2 separate regions of the Ovis aries genome follow, and region 1 is linked to region 2. A link is a contact called in public Hi-C data. All regions are on one chromosome and are shown on one strand. Each heading gives the region's core, a stretch centred on a gene start, on an enhancer-like site or on the middle of the called end of the contact. The rest is flanking DNA. Distances are from core to core; before and after follow the strand shown.

Evidence for each region. Hi-C and Micro-C count contacts between places; a contact is called where the count stands out from the background.
Region 1: a contact with region 2 is called in a Hi-C map of liver, with 3 times the contacts expected there. The contact joins two enhancer-like sites. A contact is called at or near these places in 2 of 16 Hi-C or Micro-C datasets (liver and skin fibroblasts).

Annotation. Positions count from the first base shown.
Region 1 is chr1:268,918,382-268,922,629 of ARS-UI_Ramb_v3.0, forward strand. No RefSeq gene overlaps it. Among named protein-coding and RNA genes, the nearest start is that of SETD4, 40 kb to the right of the region's middle. Within about 2 kb of position 1,335, at least 8 of the 54 cell types and tissues checked have an H3K27ac peak or open chromatin away from gene starts, as enhancers often do. A contact at or near this core is called in liver, where this site is marked.
Region 2 is chr1:267,705,199-267,708,955 of ARS-UI_Ramb_v3.0, forward strand. All of the region lies in intron 3 of RUNX1 (RUNX family transcription factor 1), which reads right to left. Among named protein-coding and RNA genes, the nearest start is that of RUNX1, 170 kb to the right of the region's middle. Within about 2 kb of position 1,798, at least 38 of the 54 cell types and tissues checked have an H3K27ac peak or open chromatin away from gene starts, as enhancers often do. A contact at or near this core is called in liver, where this site is marked.

The DNA.
Region 1 (4,248 bases), core at 85-2,584, 1.2 Mb after region 2:
ACACTGTCATCTATAGTTTTCTCCACTCTTCCAATTAAGGGGGAAAGCTTCAATACCACAGTAAAGGCCTCACCAGGTCATGCTAGCATGCTGTAGGTGAAATGCCCAAGAGAAAGCAAACACCCACTCAAGACAAGGCTGTGTGTGTTAATCACTCAGTCCTGTTCAACTCTTTGTGACCCCATGGACTGCAGCCCACCAGGCTCCTCTGTCCATGCAGATTCTCCAGGCAAGAATACCGGAGTGGGTAGCCATTCCCTTCTCCAGGGGATCTTCCCGACCCAGGGATCGAACCCAGGACTCCTGCATTGCAGGCGGATTCTTTACCATCAGAACAACCATATACCCCAAGGCTGGTATATGTATAAATAGCAAGGGGGGTGGAGGGAAAGAGGAGAAGGCAGAAACCATGACGATCGGAGCTCCCCTGATCTGCAAGTTGGATGAGTCTTGATGGAAGGACAGGTCATGGGTGCCCTAGGAAAGTCCAGCAAACCAAAGAGCTCATTTCAAATGAGACATTCCCTCCCCTGCCGCACCCCACCCCCACTGCGCAGTCACTAGGCGACGCTGTGCTGGGTCACGTCCCATGCCCGGCCTTTCGGGGGTCTGGAACCTGTCGGCCACCTGCAGACTCAGCAGTTCAAGGGCACCCTGGCGTTGTTTTCATTCCACTTTGAAGCTCTGTCCTCAGATCAAACGTGGGCCTGTAACAGCAGACGGGCAGCCCTCCCCTGCTCTGGGAGAAATGGCTCCTTTCCAGCTCTCTACCGAAGGGACCGCTTTCTAATTCGAGAAGCATCTGGCAGAAGAGGAGACACAGGAGTCACCATCGCCCTCCCCTTCCTTTGTGTGGGTGGTCAGCTTAAACTCCTTCAAAGGACCCTTGCTCTGTTGGCCTGCATGTCAGGACCTGTCTACCAGCCGCCAATGATGGAAATTAAAACCTGTGACCCGGTGCATGAAAGATTCTTTCCTTCTCAAAACAAGTCCCAAATATCGACCTCTGTTTATAGCTTGTCTGTTGGCAGAGACCGGGCAGTTCCTGCCTCTTATCACAGGCCCCTCCTCTCACCCCCACCTGGCCAGGTCCTCTAGCAGCCCTCACCTTGAACTAAAGCTTATCTGCCTGTGTTTCCTCACCCAAGGAGATCCAGGGGCCCACAGGAGAATATGAAGTCTGACTTTATCCCAGAAGCAACGCACAGAGCAGTTTTTTGCTTTGTCTGGATCCTACTAACATCTGAGAAAAAAAACACACACACACACACACAAACAAACACTGTTTTCCAATTTCCACGGTTGCCTCCATGACCTGAGTCAGCATTCTCAGTTGGGTGGGCCTCGTGTGCCATCTAGTGTTCAAAGATAGAAGTGTTTCAAAGTCATCACAAAGTCCCCTAGAATCAGAGATCCGGTTCATATTTTTCAGCCACCAACCACAACACTCGGGACCCTCACTGGTGTAGCTTTCTTTTAAAGGAGACGTGTGAAAAGAACTAAAGTGTACTGAGCGCTTGTTCTGATCTGACCACCCTATTTAACCCTACTGACTGAACCAAACGCTAAAACATTTGTGCTTTGGATCCATCTGCACTCCACGTGGACTGGTACTATATTTAAAAAATACTTAGGCAGCATAAACTTGTACAGCAGTACAGCAATCGGTACTCTCTGTCCTGCCTTCCCAGACTACTGCGGTTATAGGTTTGAAAATCCAGAATGTTCCAGCTGGGAGAAGTTGAAAGAGTTTGGTCCTGTAGCCAGCAGACTCCGAGGAGGAAGTTTGCTGACCATCAGAGCCACCTGGGAGCTTTAGGACCCCGAGGATCTCGGCACACTCCAGGCCAGTTTAGCCAGACCCTCTGGAGTGGGACCCCAGCCTCTGCAGTACTGAAAGGTCAACATGTGAGACGGCGGTGACATCAGCAAGAGGGGGGGCTAGGAGGCCCCAGTGTTTATCTCTTCATAAAAACAGTAAACAACTGCAAACCGACTAGCTCAGGAAAGCTCTGGAGCACAATGACAAAGCAGACAAAAGCCTGCAGAGCTCAAACACTGGGATGGCCACATGGACAAGAACAGGAAGTGTTTCATCTGTGTCACCCCATGCTCGAGTCAAGAGCTCGAGTGCTCACCACATGCAGGACGGGAGCCACGGCGGCGCGGAGCCCTGCCCTCAGTCTCAGCCCAAGCCTTGTGCCGCCACGTCCAGGTCAGCCTCTGGGTCCCAGGTCACACATGACCATTCCCAGTCCCGCCCCGCTACGCCCCGGGCCCCACGCCCAGGTCCCCGATCACCACTCTGAGCCATCACTGCCAAGACACACTGTCCATGCTCCCAGCCCTGCCCCTGGGGCCCAGGTCAAAGCTCTGAACTGTCCTTGCCAGAGGCCAACTGTCATTGCCCTGAGCCCTGCTCCCCGGATCCTACCGCCAGGTATTAACGGGCCAACACAGGTAGGTAGCCCTCCACGGCATGGTTTAGCAGAGACATCACTTTGCCAAAAAAAGGTCCATCTAGTCAAGGCTATGGTTTTTCCAGTGGTCACGTATGGATGTGAGAGCTGGACTGTAAAGAAAGCTGAGCACAGAAGAATTGATGCTTTTGAACTGTGGTGTTGGAGAAGACTCTTGAGAGTCCCTTGGACTGCAAAGAGATCCAGCCAGTCCATCCTGTAGGAAATCAGTCCTGAATACTCATTGGAAGGACTGATGTTGAAGCTGAAACTCCAATACTTTGGCTATCTGATGCAAAGAGCTGACTCATTTGAAAAGGCCCCGATGCTGGGAAAGATTGAAGGTGGGACGAGAAGAGGACGACAGAGGATGGGATGGTTGGATGGCATTATGGACATGAGCTTGGGTAGACTCCGGGAGTTGGTAATGGACTGGGAGGCCTGGTGTGCTGCAGTCCACGGGGTTGCAAAGAATCAGACATGAGTCAGACACAACTGAGTGACTGAACTGAACTGAACTGACCCAGGTAGGTGCAATCACCATCCTACGACTGCCTCCCCAGCTGGAGCTAAAGTTGGGACTTTGACCCACCATCTGGAGGCTGCGTGGTGACCGCACCCTGCACCCCGGGGCCAGGGACCAAGCCACTGCTGCACCTTGTCACTTCAGGTGCCGAGCCTCTTCTGCACCACCACTACCACCCCTGCCAGAGTCACTGTGGTGAGACCCCAGAGACCCGGACTTGGGTCCACAGGTGATCTGCACACACGCCCACACCTTAGACAGCAGCACCTCTGCCTCAGCAAACGGCCCCAGGGCTCCAGGTCCACTCCAGGTCTGCCAGCACACCAGATCACAGCCAAGAGGGACCCTACTGGCTAGAAGTTCCTCCCAAGGGGAAAACAGAACAGAAGACCCAGCAACCTTCACCTCCAAGGCTCCCAAAAGCCTTCGTTGCCAAGGGTACCCGTAGGAGGACTTTCGCACAGAGGACTCTGGCCATTCGCGCCTCTCTGACCTCAGCCGACAGAGCTGCACAGGGATGACGCAGCTGGGCCCTCCAAGAAGGACAGACCCTGCAGCCTGCCAGGCTGGCACCCTTCCAGCCACCTCTCGGTGAAAGTCTTCTCCCACTAAAGGCAGTCTAAAAGGTGATGCGTGTGTGCTAAGTCACTCCCGTCGTGTCTGTGCGACCCCATGGACTGTAGCCCACCAGGCTTCTCTGTCCGTGGAATTCTCCAGGCAAGAATGCTGGAGTGGGTTGCTATTTCCTTTTCCAGGGGATCTTCCTGACCCAGGGATCGAACCCAGGTCTCCTGCACTTCAGGCAGATTCTTTACCATCTGAGTCACCAGGGAAGCCTTTTGAAAAAAAAAAAAAAAAAACAGAAACTTTGGAGCTGAAGACCATGAGTGAAATGAAAAAGTGCATCAGAGAGCTTCAGAAGGAGGCTCAATTAGGCAGAAGAAAAATATCCGTGTAGATGGAGGAGAGAAAAGTTCAATTGAAAAAGAGTGAAGAAAATGTATGTGAATCATGGGATGCCGTTTTTGTTTAGTTGTTAAGTCATGTCCGACTCTTTGAGATTCCATGGACTATAGCCCGCCAGGTTCCTCTGTCCATGGGATTCTCCAGGCCAGAATACTGGAGTGGGTTGCCATTTCCTTCCCCAGGGGATTTTCCCGGACCAGGGATTGAACCCACATCTCCTACATTGGCAGGCAGATTCTTTATCACCGAGCCACCTGGGAAGCCCTCTACAAGGTGTAGGTATCTCAAAGTCATCAT
Region 2 (3,757 bases), core at 548-3,047:
GAAAGAAATGGAACCATCCAGCCAAGAAACCAGTTCATTCAAAAGTAGGAAAAGGCAAAAACAACAACAAAATCCTCCCCCACACACAATTCAAAATCGAAGTTCCAACGCGGTTCTATGAAAAACAGCAAAGACTGACTTTCTTCTGGCGTCCCCAGTATCCCCAGCAAGAGATGCCTGCCGGCTCAGGGCCGGGCAGCGTGGTGCCCTGGCTGGGTCCGGCCGCGGGGCGCTCGTCCCGCCTGCGCCCGCTGGCTCTATGAATGAGAGTGCCTGGAAATGAACGTGCTTTTACTGTAAGCCCGGCCCGAGGAATTCCATTCCCTCAGCTCGTTTGCATAGGGGCGGCTGCCGGCCAATCACAGGCCTTTCCGGTATCAGGCAGGGCGCGGCTCGGTGCCGCGGGCTCCTGGAATTGGCCCGCGCGCCCCCGCCGCCGCCGCGCGCTACTGTACGCGGCCAGGGTGGAGAGTCCACCGCCAGCCAGTGCGGAGGCCACGCCGCGCTCCCCGCATCCACATACCCGCACCCACACGCTCCTACATTCGCTCGAGACCGCCATTCCGGTGCGGACGGCGGCGGCTTTGCACACTCGTGGGCTTGCGCGGCCGGCAGTCAGTCAGCCCGCCCGCCCCGGGGGGCTGCCGTGAGCGGCCGCGCCAGGGGCGGCCGTGGTTCGGAGACCCAGGAGGTGGAGCAGAAGGCCGGTCGGCCTGGAGGGACTGGGGCCGCGCGCTGAGCCGCAAATGGTCCGGGATCAGAGTCTGTCGGAGAGAAGCATCCGCGAGCCATGGAGATAGATGAAGCGGCCGCCGCTAGGCTCCCGAGACCTGGGGGCCGGGGGGCCCCAAGGCCTCCACTTTCCCGGCATGGATGGGACTCGCCGCGAGGGGGCCGGGAAGGGCCGAGGGCCCAGCCCGGGGAGCCGCTCGGCGCCGGTTGGCAGCCGCGGCGAAGTGGCGCTGATTCCTTTACTGAGACCAGACGGTGGTCGGTCTCCACGACCTGCTTTTTGTGTTGAGTTTTCTTTCTGGGTTTGTTTTCTTGGTGTTTTACGCTGCGTCTTGACGCGGCGCGCCTCGCTCAGGTGGAGTTGAGCTTAGTGGCCAGCGAAGGAGTTCCGTAGTTCAGAAGCCGCCCCCCCCCCCCCCGCCCCAAGAACAAGCGACTGGAAAGAAACTGGAAAGCCTCCGGGCGGGGTTCCCCCGCGGGGCCCAGGTCGTTTGCGCCCCGCACCCACCTCCAGCTCCCCGGAAACGGCCCCTGGGTCCACTCCCCGCCCGCGCGCGCGCGCTCGTCAGCCGCCCCGGGAGCTGAAGCCACCCCGGCTCTGCGCGCGGGCGGGAACATGCTCCCCGCTCCCGTCCCAGCGGCGCCGCGGGCATTTTCGCGGAGCTTAGAGGGGCCCCGGTTCCCCCCGCCCCACGCCACCGCCCGGCCGCGGGGCTCTCCCAGCTACACTCCGCGAGGAGTCCACTGGGTCCCTCCCTCGGGGGGAGGGCGCTCATCCACTCTCCCCCTCGCCTGGCACGGAGCCCTCCACGTCGACTTCGCCCGCCCCCGCCCCCGGGTGAGGGACCCTCCCTTCCCACTCCCCGCCTTGGTTCCCCCTGCCGATGCGCGATTTGGGGGTGCCGGACCGCTGCCGCCGGCGCCGCCGCTCCGGCTTCCCCAGGGCTCCAGCGCCAAGGGGCCTGCCAGAGGCGGGGGCCGTGGCGGGCCAGGCCTCGGAGGCCTTTCCGGGCGCCGCGGCCGCTTCCCTCGCCCCAGGCCCTGAGAGGCCGGGCGGCTCGGCGCGGGCGCCAGGGGGCAGCAGGCGCCCGGCGGCCGGCCCGCGCGCCGGGGAACGCCCCCGACGGCGCGGCTGTAGCTCCGTCCTTCTGGCGGCCTTTGGGTCTCCGGTAGGAACTTCAGCTGGGGAAGAAGCGAAAGGAGAAACGGCGACCGGATCCTGCCTGCGCGGCCCCGTTCCGCCCCCCGCCCCGCTATCCCAACGGCCGGGAGGGCAGCAGGGGAACCTTCGCGCAGGGGTCCGGGCTGTCCCGACCCGCGCGTATCGGGGTCTTTTTTTCCCGAAATCCCTTGGCCGTCCCCACCATCGGCTGGTCCCAAGCAGTAGGGGCTGGGGGCGTCCCGGGCTCCCTGCGGCAGGCCCCCTGCTTCCTGCCCCGCATCTCGCCCGGTGCGCCCGTCCCCTCGCTCCGAGAAACCTGGGACATTCCGGAACTTCCAGTATTCAGCTGTATTTTGTTTAATGGGTCTGAGGGTTGAGGGGAGTCTCAGAAAACGCCCTTGTATTTTTCTTTAAAAGTGATTTTTGAAGAAGCCTCATTTCAAACATTGCAGGTGTAAAGACACCCCCCCCCCCCCACAACAGTCTTCTCTCCACCCGGGCCGAGCGATCCCAAATAGCGAGCAGTCCCCAGACAATCCCCAGACAACCCCCAACCCCCCGCCCCGCCACACACACCCCGTCTGCGCCGGAGCCCCGGGGCCACACAGTCTCTCTTCTGCGCCCGGGCTCGACGCTGCCCGCTCTAGAGGCGAGTTCGGGCTGAGTGAAATCTTTCTGCTTGGGCTCGAGTGTATTTCCTCAGGAGCCGATCAAGTGCATCCCCATAGACCCCCTAGGACCGGGTCTGGGGTGACTCGAGTGTGGTGTAGGCAAAAATGGGCTCTATCTCGGAGGATGTAGCGGTCGGGGGGTGGGGGATAAGCCGCCTGCTCGGAAAGCTCAGAGAAAGCTCCATTGGGGCTGCGACCGTTTGCCTGAAACCCTCAACCGTGCGAAGGGCCGCGGGCGCCCCACGCAACGCGGTCTTCCAGGTGGGGATCAGGTTTCCTTAGTAAGAGAAGAGGATTAGCGATAGATGCACCCGGTTCAGACGCTGTTTAGCTCAGAATCTCAACCAGTAAAGCCCGAGTTCGAACTCCAACAAGGACAGTAGCAGCAGGGAAAGCTGCTGCTGATTTTATTTGAGTGGGGCCGCCGGGCATTTGGGGTTCTCAGGACCTTGCGCAGGCTGTAACTGCGCTAACGGGGTGCACGCTTGAAACCCAGCAATAAAACACACCGCCCCTCCTTATCGAGGAACTAAAATGAATGGAAAGCTGGCAGCCTGGGACTCAACTAAGAGGGTATCGCGAACCCCTTGATCTAAGGGGCTTTGTACATATAGCGTATGGAGTTGGATGTACTCTTTTTCCACCAGGAGCGCTCATTTAAGGGGCTATATAGAATTTCCCTTCCCTTGCTTCTCTAAGAGAAAAGGAAAGGAAACATTTCTGTATACACTCGTAGTGTTCCCCTGGAATAATACTAATATTTGCTTTTGTCAAAACACAGTGCAAAAATTACAACGAAGCAATATGTTGGGCGGATGGATGCTGTGTGACAGTTTCTTCCAAATTTGCTGCATGGGGGAAATTTCCAAAAGGCTCCTAGTTGATTGAATGAAATGTGAGTTCTCACAGTGAATTGAAAAATCAGTATTTACTTAGCTGGAAGGGGAAAATAAAACAATTTCACTGGAAAACAGCTTATTGACATTTTTTTTCTACAACTTTAAGTAAATATATAATGATGGGGGTCTCAGAAAACATTTAAATATTACACATTTTTTACTCTTTCAAAACGCTCTCAAAAATAAGAATCTCAACCATTCTCTTAAAATCCCCTCTGTAATATATTTCTAAAATTACATTCCTAAAAATGCAACATTTCTAAAAGAATTATTTCTGTTTTCAGTGACCATTT